3 separate regions of the Mus musculus genome follow, and regions 2 and 3 are each linked to region 1. A link is a contact called in public HiChIP or PLAC-seq data. All regions are on one chromosome and are shown on one strand. Each heading gives the region's core, a stretch centred on a gene start, on an enhancer-like site or on the middle of the called end of the contact. The rest is flanking DNA. Distances are from core to core; before and after follow the strand shown.

What was found. HiChIP or PLAC-seq counts read pairs in DNA pulled down with a chosen protein or histone mark.
Region 2: an HNF4G HiChIP or PLAC-seq map of pancreatic cancer cells shows a contact between it and region 1. The contact joins the promoter of Cxcl16 here to the promoter of Gabarap in region 1. A contact is called at or near these places in 2 of 115 datasets of contacts at active chromatin or transcription factors (bone marrow-derived dendritic cells and pancreatic cancer cells) and 1 of 9 other capture datasets (adipose tissue).
Region 3: a FOXA1 HiChIP or PLAC-seq map of pancreatic cancer cells shows a contact between it and region 1. The contact joins the enhancer-like site here to the promoter of Gabarap in region 1. A contact is called at or near these places in 3 of 39 promoter capture datasets (the C10 cell line, neural stem cells and pre-B cells), 3 of 115 datasets of contacts at active chromatin or transcription factors (bone marrow-derived macrophages, forebrain and pancreatic cancer cells) and 3 of 9 other capture datasets (adipose tissue, liver and pancreatic islet).

The regions. Positions count from the first base shown.
Region 1 is chr11:69,988,938-69,993,258 of GRCm38.p6, forward strand. It overlaps Gabarap (gamma-aminobutyric acid receptor associated protein), which reads left to right and starts at 2,433. Exons shown (of 4, transcript NM_019749.4): 1 at 2,433-2,865; 2 at 3,428-3,506; 3 at 3,645-3,763. The coding sequence starts at 2,776. It overlaps Ctdnep1 (CTD nuclear envelope phosphatase 1), which reads left to right. Exons shown (of 8, transcript NM_026017.2): 6 at 1-2; 7 at 545-629; 8 at 1,040-1,664. The coding sequence ends at 1,100.
Region 2 is chr11:70,457,841-70,462,161 of GRCm38.p6, forward strand. It overlaps Cxcl16 (chemokine (C-X-C motif) ligand 16), which reads right to left and starts at 2,144. Exons shown (of 5, transcript NM_023158.7): 1 at 1,538-2,144; 2 at 1,189-1,327; 3 at 905-987. The coding sequence starts at 1,607. It overlaps Zmynd15 (zinc finger, MYND-type containing 15), which reads left to right and starts at 1,593. Exons shown (of 14, transcript NM_001029929.3): 1 at 1,593-2,240; 2 at 2,712-3,300; 3 at 3,944-4,181; 4 at 4,271-4,321. The coding sequence starts at 2,730.
Region 3 is chr11:70,257,163-70,261,483 of GRCm38.p6, forward strand. All of the region lies in intron 2 of Gm40191 (a long non-coding RNA gene), which reads left to right. Among named protein-coding and RNA genes, the nearest start is that of Alox12, 4.0 kb to the left of the region's middle. Within about 2 kb of position 2,134, at least 21 of the 459 cell types and tissues checked have an H3K27ac peak or open chromatin away from gene starts, as enhancers often do. A contact at or near this core is called in pancreatic cancer cells, where this site is marked.

The sequences.
Region 1 (4,321 bases), core at 1,183-3,682:
AGGTATGAGAAAGTTCTGTCAGGACCAGGACATGCTTCTAAGACATTTTAGTTTGGGTTTTATTTCCGAGACAGGGTCTTCTTATATAACCCAGACTGGCCTGACCTCTGTCATAGTGGTTCTGAGGGTGACACAGATAGTGTTAGTGACCTCACACTAACCTAGGCAAGCGTTATTGAGAGGTTGACTGCAAGGAGCTAGGAGCAGGAGAGTTGGTTCCGAGTGCAGAGTTTGGGTTCCCTGCTGTACTACAGATCTAGATGTAAGTTGTTTCTCTGTTTTAAGTGCGGTATCCACTCTTACGTGTCCATTTTATATGACTAGGACTTCCCTATGAAGCTCACTTCAGGTGAGCATGGGGCAGTTTTATTAGAAGCCTACCTCAAGCTGGTGTCAAATCTGTTTGGCTTTGGCATTTGGGGAAAAAAGGGTTTTAGGTGGTTGATGACTGTGGTGGGGAGTTTTAAGTAATAATATTCAGGAAAGGCTCACCTGCTCTTCTGCATTCTTTGCCTTTTCTCACTTGTAATTTTACCTACCCTAGACAATGCCATCCCCATCAAATCCTGGTTCAGTGACCCCAGTGACACAGCCCTTCTCAACCTTCTCCCAATGCTGGATGCCCTCAGGTAAGGGAAGTGTGTGGCCTGTAGGCGGTAGCTCTTTTTTTTTTTTTAAACACATTCTTTTATATAGTCCATGCTGGCTTGGAACTTGCTTTTACCTCTCAAGTGCTGTGATTACAGGAGTACACTATCAAAACTGGCAATGCTTGGGTTGCCAAGAAAAAGAGGGCGGGGGTGGGGTGGGGAGCGGGTTAAGAACTGAAAAAAAGTCATTCAGAGTCTAAGTGTTTGGGCCAGGTCTTCTTACTCCAGTTGTCATTGTTTGTGGCCTTTTGGCTTCTATCAGATTCAACCTCTGTCACTGTGTGAAAGTGGTATCAAGTTCTGTTCTGTCCAGTGAGACTCCGTTGTGCTAGTGTTGTGAGGGTGTCAACTATAAGGTATTTCACCAACACCAGTTACTGTCATTTCAGGTTCACTGCTGATGTCCGATCGGTGCTGAGCCGAAACCTTCACCAACATAGGCTCTGGTGACAGCTGCTCCCCCTCCACCTGAGTTGGGGTGGAGGGGAAAGGGAGGGAGAGTTCTTGGGACACCGTCTGTTGCCCTGTCCAATGTGAGGACTGCCTGGGCAGAGTCTGCCCCTCCCACCCCTCTGCCCTGGGAGCCCTACACTCCACTTATGGAGTCTGGATGGACACATGGGCCAGACCGTGAAGCAGCCTCACTCTGGGTTCACACTCCGTGGAAATGCCAGACTGGGACAGGCGAAGGCCTAGAGGAGCCGAAACAGTCTGGTGAAGAGGCAGGACTGGCCAGAGTGACAGACATATCCCAGAGGCTCAAAAGAAGCCAATTCAACTTTGTTGTGATTTGATTTTTTTAAAAACTCTTATACAAAACTGATCTAATTCTTCACTCCTGCTCCAAGGGCTGGGCTGTGGGTGGGGACTGGGGTTTCGGGCCACTGGATCCTCCTCAGACTTGTCCCCCCCTTACTTTTCCTCATTTTTTTTCTTTCCCCAATCCCCCATACCTGTAATCGGCTCCTTTCTTCTTTCCTCTTTTAAACCATGCATTATAACTTTGAAACCAAAGCTGCCCTAGACCCTTCTCTGATGTTTTTGGAAATGGAGGGAACTTTGTTGACATCTGCTCTGTCCTTGAAGCAGAGGGAGAAGATGCTGTTTGGAGTTGGGGGGAAGTGGGATTTAGCACAGGGATAAAGTAGTTTATGTTCAGTGTTCGGCAGGAAAGGCCCCACTGACTGGATGGAGTCCCTGATGGACAGTGGACCAACAACTTTAAAGTAGGATATAGAAGGCTAAAGAGGGAAAACTCTAGAACCCTGGAAGGGCATACAGCTGGAGAAAGGCTGGGCTTGTCTGGGAAGTTGACGTGGACAGGCTAAGAGGGCGCTGCCTACGAGGTGTTGGCACTCCAGCAGTAACCTGGGGCGGAACCCTCTTTCCTGGCACCTCCTCTCCAGAGCCGGGACTACTTTTCGCCACCCGCCACGTGATTCTCCGCCCTTTTCTGAGGTCACATGATTTTATCTACACTCAGAAATGTGTTCCTCCGCTCTGGTGTAGTCCTTATCTTTGGGGCTTTTGCAGTTTCTCTTGGTTCACATAAGCCTGAGCCTTGAGCATTCCCTGGGTGTCTGCAAACCTCTTTCCTTTCTGTCTTATGGTGTCCATATCCACAGCTTGGGTACTACTTTGTTTTGGTGTCAACGGCCACCTTCAGCGTAGAAACACGTCTCATGAAATCCTAGACTTGTAATTGTCTGCCTTTCCCCAACGTAATTTCCGAGAACTGCAGAACTAAATCTCATGACTGCCACTGGGTACCAGTTTCGTCCTCAACTTTGTACTGTGGGAAAGGGTTTTTCAGTTCACTCGAAACAACAGCAACCTTATCTGCGATGTCATATGTGTAACCCACAAGTTGATTCCAAAGCAGTTACGCTGAAGGCGTAAGAGGACCAGGCTACGGGTTGCGCTAGCAAGCTGAGCTAGTGGCGTATGTTAGCAGGCGGGGCCGGTCCGATGGTCGGGGGCGGGGTTGATGAATAGGGAAGTGGCGCAAATTCGTGGATCGCTCCGCCAAGTCTGTTCGTCGAAGCCGCCTCCGCCGCCGCCCCCTGTCCCGGCCCCCCCCCTGGGTTCCCTCAGCCCAGCTCGGTCCAGCCCGGTTCTCGGGAGAATGAAGTTCGTGTACAAAGAGGAGCATCCGTTCGAGAAGCGCCGCTCTGAGGGCGAGAAAATCCGAAAGAAATACCCAGACCGGGTCCCGGTAAGGACAGTAGCCAGGGCCCAGGCTAGCGTCGCTGACGCTGTCGCCACAGGCTATGCTTGAGTCTGGGAAAGCTGAAGTCAGGCTCTGTCTGTCGTGGGGTTAGAACTCTGTTGTCTCTGGTACCAGAGGTCTCTCACCTGAAGTAGAGCTGGGGACTAAGATGTGGACGGGAGAGAGAGATCAGGGTATTTCTCAGAATAGAGGCCTTAGTGAGCTTGACAACCCAGAGTTTCCATGGCCATCCTCCCAACTAGCTAGATTTAATGTAGATTTTTGACCCAAACAAGTCATCCTGTATTCTCTGGTGAAAATAGTTATTGTGATGCGCCGTTCTAGGATCAGTTCTCAATATTTAGGTAAGAGTGAGGCCAGGAGCTTTGGACCTAATGCTGTGTGCACCACGTATATAAGGATAACTAGAGAAATGAGATTCCAGTAGGTTTCAGTAAAAGGGAATATTGTATGTTGAGTTCTTCATCGATATAGCAGCATATATATGTGTATGTATGTATATATATATATATATATATTCATTTTTCTCATTCTTACCTTTTATCAGGTGATAGTGGAAAAAGCCCCCAAAGCTCGGATAGGAGACCTGGACAAAAAGAAATACCTGGTGCCTTCTGATCTTACAGGTGAGGGCTTGACCTGTGGTGCACGTTTCTTTCTGTGGGTGGGCCTGCCAACTCTGTGGGAGGAGGCTTCACCTGGCAGCTGTTCTCTGGAGGCGCCTACGACCTCTGTGACTTGCTTGCATCTCCTGTTTTTGGCAGTTGGTCAATTCTACTTCTTGATCCGGAAGCGAATTCATCTCCGTGCTGAAGATGCCTTGTTTTTCTTTGTCAACAATGTCATTCCACCCACCAGTGCCACGATGGGTCAGCTGTACCAGGTACAGTACCTTGGAAGGAACGGTAGTGTTTGGAGAGGAAAGTAAAGGCCAGCGGTCGCTGCTGGCTAACTTTAAAATGTCAGTACAGCCCTGCCGTGGGATCTTACTAGCGCTGAGAATAGGGAGGAGTATGAACTGGTGGAGTTGTTCTGACTGGGACTTACTACCTAAGTGAGTCTCTCCAAGAGTCCCAGATGTCAAAGAATAGATTGCGTTTGAGGAGTGGTGGTTGTTGTTGTTACTTTCTGTTCGTTTTCTTTAGGAGACAGGGCTTCTCTGTATAATCCTGGCTGTCCTGGAATCCCCTCTGTAGACCAGGTTGGCCTCTAAACTCCCAGAGACCCACTTGTTTCTGCCTCCCTAGGGCTGGGCTTAACAAAAGGTGTGCGCCACCACTGCCCTAAACTTGACACACAGACCAGGCTGACCTCAGACTCAGAGAGCTTCCTGCTTATGCCTCTTGAGTGCTGGTGTTAGAGTTGTTATAAGTCCTCATCCTGAATGGTGACACATACCTTTGATCCTTTAAATCCAAAGCACAGCTGTTTCTGCACACAG
Region 2 (4,321 bases), core at 894-3,393, 470 kb after region 1:
AGAAGCTGCCCATTGTAGAATTTTTTTCAACTTTTTGTTTTGTTTTTGAGGTAGGGTCTTCGTACATAGACCTGGCTATCCTGAAACTCATGTTGTAGACCAGGCTGGCCTCAGATTCACCAAGATCCACCTGCTTCTGCCTCCCAGAATGTTAGGGTTAAAGGTGTGTGGTTGAATTCTTTCAACTTAAACATGTTTATTTTCATCATGAAGTATTAGAAAATGAAAATAGTACCTTCAAGTGATTTCAGTGACAACACAGCAGTGAAAGTCAAGCCTGTTGCAGAGTCCTATAATCCCAGCTACTAGAGAGGTTGAGACAAGAAGATAGCAAGTTCAAGACCATCCCAGTCAACTTAACCAGACCCTGTCTAAAAATGTCAAAAAAAACCCGGGGAGCTCACTCAGGGGCAGTGTACACACTTAGCTTGACCAATCTTGAGTATAGTTTATATTAAAATAGTGACTTCAAGAAAATATTAAGTCGGGGGCTGGAGAGATGGCTCAGCGGTTAAGAGCACTGACTGCTCTTCCGAAGGTCCTGAGTTCAATTCCCGGCAACCACATGGTGGCTCACAACCATCCGTAATGAGATCTGGTGCCCTCTTCTGGAGTGTCTGAGGACAGCTACAGTGTACTTACATATAATAAATAAATCAACAAATCTTTTAAAAAAAAAAAAAAGAAAGAAAATATTAAGTCATAGCATTTGTGGTAGAACAAATTGGCCAAATCCAGGAAGATGACAGTAAATGATATTGGGAAAACACAGACTGAAGTGACAGAACTTCAGTGAAAGTTAAAAGGTTCTAACGAAGAAAGTGCTATGTGGCAGAGGCAAAGGGCATTGTAAGGTGGCAGCCTGCACCCTGATGGCCCACTGGAGGACAGAAAAGGCTCTCACCTTTGCGCTCAAAGCAGTCCACTAGTTCACGGACCCACTGGTCTTGGCTTCCCCCACACACGCTTTTGGACTGCAACTGGAACCTGCAAAAGGATCAATGTAGTCCACTCCTTCCCTTCCCTACCTTTCCTCATTCCAAAGGTGTGAAGTCACAAGAAGGTGAGCCCCACTACAGCTGGAAATCCCCAGATAAGTAAAACTAGAAAGGAATTAGGCTCCGGGACTTGGACTGGGTGTTCAGATCGATGGTCCCACACCTGCCCTGGGGGGAAAAGAGACAGTACCTGATAAAGAATGGACAACGATGAAATGCTTTCAGGTATTTTCGGATGTGATCCAAAGTACCCTGCGGTATCTGGGTGCCAGAAGAAATGGTACGATCACAAGAACAACTTCCAGCGACACTGCCCTGGTTGCCATCGCCTAATGGAAAAGGAATCAGCCTGGGTTCTCAGACTGAGGAATCTGCCCTTGTCCCAGTCTAATCTCAGACAGACTTTCCCTAGTCACCGCTGCAGCCCTGGATAGCTCTGGGCTGCGTTCTTAATCCCGCGGATGGACTTAGTGCCCCTCCGCAGTTTCCTTCAGGGGCCCCAGTCCCGCGTCCCACCCCCACCCCCACCCCCGACTAACCTGGCAGGGTCAGCAGCGCCAACAAGAAAAGGAAGAACGCAAGAGACAAGGGTCCAAAGCCCCGCCTCATCTCCGGCTTCTGCGGAGCTTGTTGGGACGAGGTCACCTAGCCGACATCCAGCCAATTCTCTAAAGCTTTCTCTTCTTCACCCTGACTGATGTTTTGCGAAGGCGCTGATCCGTGCCAAGCTCAGGAGGGGAGGGGGCGCGAGGTGGTGGCGCCTTCTGTCCCCCGGCGCGCGCTGTCCGGAACCGACCGTCTGGTCGGTACCGGGGAGCCCGCTTTGCGCCCAGCTCCCAGTCGGGGGACACACACACCCCTGCCCCGAAGGCGGAGCTCCAGTCTCCGGCCGGCCAGCCGTAGGGTCAGCCAAGACTATCCGACAAAACCGAAAGAAAATTTGGGCTGTAGAACCAGAGGAATCCGAGTGAGCAAGCTGTGGTTCCCGAAGAATGACTCGGTTGGGTTCGGGGATTTCAGCCCTCTTGAGAAGTCATCTGTCTGTCTGCTGGTTTGTAAAGTGGGTGACCCTCTAGATCCTTCCTCTGGCTCCAAGATGCTTTCACTTCCCTGGACCGCTGGGTCTCAGTAGGATCCAGTCACATGGCCAAGGTGAAGCAGTCAAACAAGTCACCAGACCTGTAGGAATGCCCACGCCCTGGCCTGATACTGCCTGACGTCACGACGGTCCTCCAGCACGAGGTATTTACCTTCGAAAAGTGGTGGCGGCTGTAGGTACCGGAGGAGAGGAGCGGCCGGAAAGGGGGTGGGGTTCGCACCAAACTGATCCAGACCCAAGAGATGCCTCAGTACTTACTCAGACCAACAGACCCCCAAATTTCCTCTTCTAAGCAAGCCTATCTCCATAGGATTAGCCTTACCTCGTGTCTTCCCTTAATTCAAATCTCACTTTAGGATTTGAATCATTGAGTTTTGTGCCCCAGGTACAATTTCATTCCTGAGTACTCCCCCTTTAACCCTAAACATCCACTTTCCAATCTAGCCTTCCTCCATTCTCATCCCTGCAAATCCTAGTCTCGGCTCCAAATATTCCTCTGTAAATCTTACCTCAAACCCACACCCTTCTCCCTTTTGCGACCCAGCCCAAAGCCTCACCACTACCCTGATCCTCACGATTATCACATATCCCTTTCTGCTCGGTCTGGGTCCAAGCCCTGAGTATCTAAAGACATGGAGTTTGTGTCTGGATACCGAGACGAGTTCCTCGATTTTGCTGCTCTTCTCTTTGGCTGGTTCCGCAAGTTTGTGGCAGAGAGGGGGACCATGGGGACCAGCCTTGAGGGCCGATGGCGTCAACTGGAGTCACAGATAAGGAGGCTGCCTCAGGATCCTGCCCTTTGGGTGCTCCATGTCTTACCAAACCGCAGTGTGGGCATCAGCCTGGGGCAAGGTGCCGAGCCAGGTCCTGGGCCAGGCCTAGGGGCTTCCCGGCTCCTGGGAGATGAGCCTCCACTTCACCTGAGAGACCTGAGTCCTTATGTCAGTTTTGTCAGCCTAGAGGATGGGGAAGAAGGGGAGGAGGAGGAGGAAGATGAGGAGCATGGAGAGAGGCCAGGCATGGAGAAGGTGGAACCACAGGAGGGTGGGGAGCCAGCCCCTCCAAGCAAGAGATTCCCCCAAGAAGCAAAGCCTGCTCCAGAGTCAGAGGTGACCCAGCAGGAGGCAAGCCGAGAAGAAGGCAGCAGAGAGGAGCGACCAGAGGATGAGAGGGCTCCTGAAAAGAGGAAAGGACAGAAGAATGGTAAGAGCCCAGGACGGCCCCACCCTGAGTCCTACCATGTCACTCAAGACCCAAAGAGGAGGCATGAGCTGGTAACCTTCATGCAAATCTGATGCCAGAAGTTGTTTTCATCTACCACAGTGTGTTTTTGTTCTGTAATTTGAATCAACATCCAAGCACTTGTAAGGAATGAAAGTCCAGAAGCCTTGCATCTTAAGGATAATATCCAGGTGCTAGGGCTGGAGAGATGGCTCACAGGTTAAGAGCACTCACTAACTCTTCCAGAGGATCCAGGTTCAATTCCCGGCGCCCACATGGTGCTAACCACCTTCTGTAACTCCATTCCCAAGGGGATCCAACACCCTCTTCTGGCCTCTACAGGCACTACATGCATGAGGCATACAGGCGTACAGGTGGAGAAAATACCCAAACAGGTAAAATAAAAATAAGTCTAAAGAAAAGGTCAGGTTTTGATAAGGTTCCTATATTTCTTACATTCTGGCCCTGCATAGCAGCTGCCCACATTCCATAGGGAATGCCTCTTTTATCTTGTCCCTTCTACTCATTGAGGTCACTTACCTGCCCTCTTTAGGCACCTAAATTTGCTGTATTTGACTGTGACTCTCTGGCCCCTGCTCTCTCCCCCAAATCTTCCATCTTTCAGCAGAGGCTGCCCCCCTGCACCTTTCCTGCCTTTTGCTGGTGACGGACGAGCATGGCACCATCTTGGGCATTGATCTGCTAATGGATGGAGCCCAGGGGAGTGTAGGCCAGAACCCAGGCACTGAGAATCTGGCTCCTCGGGCCTATGCTCTCCTCTGTCATAGCATGGCCTGCCCTATGGGCTCTGGGGACCCCCGCAAGCCCCGACAGCTTACCGTAGGAGACGCCCATCTCCATCGGTACAAATATCTAGTATCGGAGGGTAGGAGGGTGTGGGATCTGAACCCCTGAGCCCTTTCAGCCCAATGCCACCTTCATTCCCTTACAGAGAGCTAGAGAGCCTGGTCCCAAGGCTGGGTGTGAAGTTGGCAAAAACCCC
Region 3 (4,321 bases), core at 884-3,383, 270 kb after region 1:
TCCCTCTTGCTTTTGTTTTTGTTTTTTGTTTTTGTTTTTCGAGACAGGGTTTCTCTGTGTAGCCCTGGCTGTCCTGAAACTCACTTTATAGACCAGGCTGGCCTCAAACTCAGAAATCCACCTGCCTCTGCCTCCCAAGTGCTGGGATTAAAGGCGTGCGCCACCACCGCCCAGCTTTTTGTTTTTTTGGTTTTTTGCACTTTTCAGTTTTTAAGCCCATGTAGTATATTGAGAAGATACATTTAATTCCTAATTGTTTTCTGTAGTGTTGAGTATTGAACTCAGGCCTAACATATTTCTGTCTCTGAGGAACTTGTATCAATCTGCAAACCTATACAAGCCTTGGGCCAGCTTCATTACTTGGAAACAGATATGAATTTACTTGTTTTCTGACACATGCTCTCAGATCTCTCTCTCTCTCTCTCTCTCTCTCTCTCTCTCTCTCTCTCTCTCTCTCTCTCTCTCTCATATCTGTCTATCCATCCATCTATCTGAATGAAAGAATTTTTACTATGTAGGCCAGGCTGGCTTAGAACTCACAGAGATGCCTCTGCCTCCTCTGCCTCTGCCTCTGCCTCTGCCTCTGCCTCTGCCTCTGCCTCTGCCTCTGCCTCTGCCTCTGCCTCTGCCTCTGCCTCTGCCTCTGCCTCCTCTGCCCAGTGCTGAGACTAAAGGCATGCACCACCATGCTCAGCTCCTTTCCTTACTCTTTAATACCGAGAATTCAACATCACATTTTAAATCTGTCCTCTGACTGCTCTCCTCTACGGCACAAGAAGGAACAGTGCCTTCCCTTTGTCTAGAACCTTCAAAGCTAACCTCTCTTGGTCCAGACTCCAGTGCCTGCTGTCTGTGCCAGAAGCCAACTCCCACTCTCTCGTGACCTGTCTCTGCAACTTTTAACTTCTGGATCAAAGCTTTTCCCGCTGGGTTATACCCCGGGGATGTGGGCGAGCACGGCGACCCTTGCACTACTCCATAGCCAAGATGTTTCTTAAGACGTTTTCTAAACGTAACAATTCCATCCCTTTTCCTTCTCCCGTGCCAAACGCCTTGCCTTGCAGTCACTTTCTTTGTCTTTTTTTCTTTTCTTTTTGGATGATGTTTCTACTGTCTTTGCTGCGCTGCTTAGAGCTTGTGTATGACACAGGGCTATAATATAAGTTTCTTGAGGCATTTACTCATAAGAAATTACCATTACATTATTAGCCATGTAATTTTAAGTGTGTGATGATAGGACATGATTTCAAGGCAGATAATGTAACATTCACTTTTTTAATTAGTAAGTTGGATACAACACCTGTTTCCACTTGCAGGAAGGCCAGGACTTTCCTCTCGGAGTGTGGTCCTTGCTATCTGGTGTTTTCTGATGTGACAGGAGGAACTTTGTCCTGTGAAATCTAATAAGTCATTTCCCAATGCTTCCGAGATGCCTTGCGTGGGCCACAGCGACACAAACTCGAGCTTCCAAACTCCGGGTTCACACAATTTTGGACAAGGTCTCCAAGCAGGACTGCATGCTCCAGGCTGTGCCAAGGCTCTGTCCATCCTTAGTCTCCTGTACCCTTAGGCTTGGAGTTGAGTTCTGGTCAGGGAGGGTTGGTTCTCCTTTGAGATCATGGGTACTCTTTTCCTAATGCAGACCTCTCCTGAGACCTTCTCAGACTTTGAGAGAGAACTTAACACTGAACATGTAAAAGAACACCATTGGCTCCCTTCTTTCCTTTTCCTCTACCACCAACTCTGTATGACAGGAGTGTCAGAGTGGAGAAGGCACATGGAAAGGGGGGACCAGGAAGGAGGCCACTGTGTGCCTTTGAAGGATGTGCGAAGTGGGGGCAACCAAGTCTCAGAGAAGAAACCAGGAAGGTTTGTTCAGGATGGTTGGTTTTGATTATTTTAAAGAAACAAACCTGTTCTATACTGGTGTGTGTGTGTGTGTGTGTGTGTGTGTGCGCGCGTGCGTGCTTCCTGGAGCTTTCCTAGAGAGCAAGATTGGCTCACACCTTTAATTCCAGTAGTTAAGAGACAGAGACAGGCATGTCTCTGAGTTCAGTGCCAGCCTAGGCTGAATAGAACCTTATCTCAAAGAGAAAGGGTGTGTGTGGCCTGACTCATCTCAGAGAAATCTCTGCAGCTCTGTAGCTAGACATCTGATTCATCCTTTTTTTTCTTTTTTAATTGGTTGGTGTGTGTGTGTGTGTGTAGGCCAGAGATTGACACCAGGTAATCTCCTTAATTGTTTTCCACCTTATATGGGACCTGAAGAGATGTTGAATGTCTAACAGTGAAACGGTGGCCCCTGGGAGCTGGCATGCCCCAGTTTGACTTGATGTTGCTGGAATGGAACTCTGACCCAAAGCAGCTTGGGGAAGAAAGGCGTTTTTGTTTTTGTTTTTGGCTCATATCCACCATTGAGGGGAGTCAGGGCAGGAACTCACACAGGAGAAGAGGCAGGAAACTGAGCCTTCTTCCCACATCAAATCATCAATGAAGAAAATGCTCCAGAGGCAGGCAAAGCTCTATGAGTTTGAGGCCAGCCTGGTCTATAGCGTGAATTCCAGGACAGTCAGGAAAACCTCAGAGAAAACCTCTCTCGGAAGAAAAGAAAAGGAAAGGAAAGAAGAGAAGAGAAGAGAAGAGAAGAGAAGAGAAGAGAAGAGAAGAGTAAAGAAAAGAGCCTCAGAGAAATGCCCTCAGAGAAATCGCATGGAAGTCATTATTCAGCTGAAGTTCTCCTTCCCAGATGACTCTACTTTGTATCCTGTTGACAAAAACTAACCATCACTTAGAGGGGTTGGAAGAAAAGAGGCAATATTGGTCACAGTATACAAGACCTCACTTATGAGAATCAAGGACATAGCACAGTTCATAATAATGTATATACTAAATTTACTAAGAGAATTCAAGTATCCTCATATTGAATAAGTATTCTTTATAACTCCAGGTGATGGTGGCTCATGCCTTTAATTCCAGTACTTGGGAGGCAGAGGCAGGTGGATCTCTGTGAGTTCGAGGCCAGCCTGGTCAGCAGAGTAAATTCCAGCAGGGCTACACAAAAAAACTCTGTTTTGAACATAACCCCCCTCCCCCAGAAGTTTCCATTATAAAACAATCATAATAAATATAAATAATAGGTATATGGTAACTAGATGAGATGCAGTCATGTTAATTTTTTTAAAGATGTATTTATATCATGTATATGAACACACTGCCACTGTCTTCAGACACACCAGAAGAGGGCATCAGATGCCCATTACAGATGGTTGTGAGCCACCATGTGGTTACTGGGAATTGAACTCAGTACCTTTGGAAGCGAGTGGGAGAGCCTGAGTTGCTGGGGAAGTGAAGACCCTGTAGACCAGCACTTCTCAGCCTTCCTAATGCTGCAACCTTTTAATACAGTTCCTCGTGTTGTGGTGACCCCGAACCAAAGCATTATTTTTGTTGCTACGTCATAACTGTAGTTTTGCTATTGTTATGAATCATAATGTAAATACCTGTGTTTCCTGATGGTCTTAGGTGACCCCTGTGAGTGGCTCATTTGACCCACAAAGAGGTCTCGACCCACAGGCTGAGAACCCCTGGAGTAGAAGAAAAGAAAATTCTGAGAATGTGTGGAAGAACGGGTTCTCAGTGCTGCAATCTCATCAAAGGGGACAGGACACAAACATCAGACCTAACCCAAAGGCCATGGCCCCCCAAGGAGCACAGTATGTAAAAGTGTATGAAGGAATTAGACTTTTATGAGGCAGCACACATAGCAATTAGAAAACAATGTCTCACAGACTCCCAGAGCAGGACAGTAATAAAGGAAAGGTAGAAAACTGTGGCCCTAAGTAGCAGGGGACACCTCCTCCCTTGTGACTGGGATAAAAGAGGATACCCAAGAGCTGTGATAGGTAGGAAGTTATGGGCACGTGTAATCTATCTGGTGGCTTGTGGTTTTTTTTCTTTCTTTGTGTGAGATTGACAGGAAGGTAGTGACACCATGCCCAGCTACCCCTCTCAATACTTAAAATGGTCTGAACTATTCCTGTAATCAGGAGAGAGAGAGAGAGAGAGAGAGAGAGAGAGAGAGAGAGAGATACATACATATACATACGTACATACTTACATACATACATCCATACAAATTTGTGTTCCTGCTTTGGAATAATGTCCTTTCTGCCAAGGTTAATGGACCCATGATAATCAGAGACAGCATGAATTTGGGAAGTGAGGATGTATCTCAGCAAAATGGTAGAATACTGTGACCTTCAGGACAGCCCTTAAGGCTGTGGGAAAGAATGCTGAAAACATGAGTTTAAAAAATATGTAT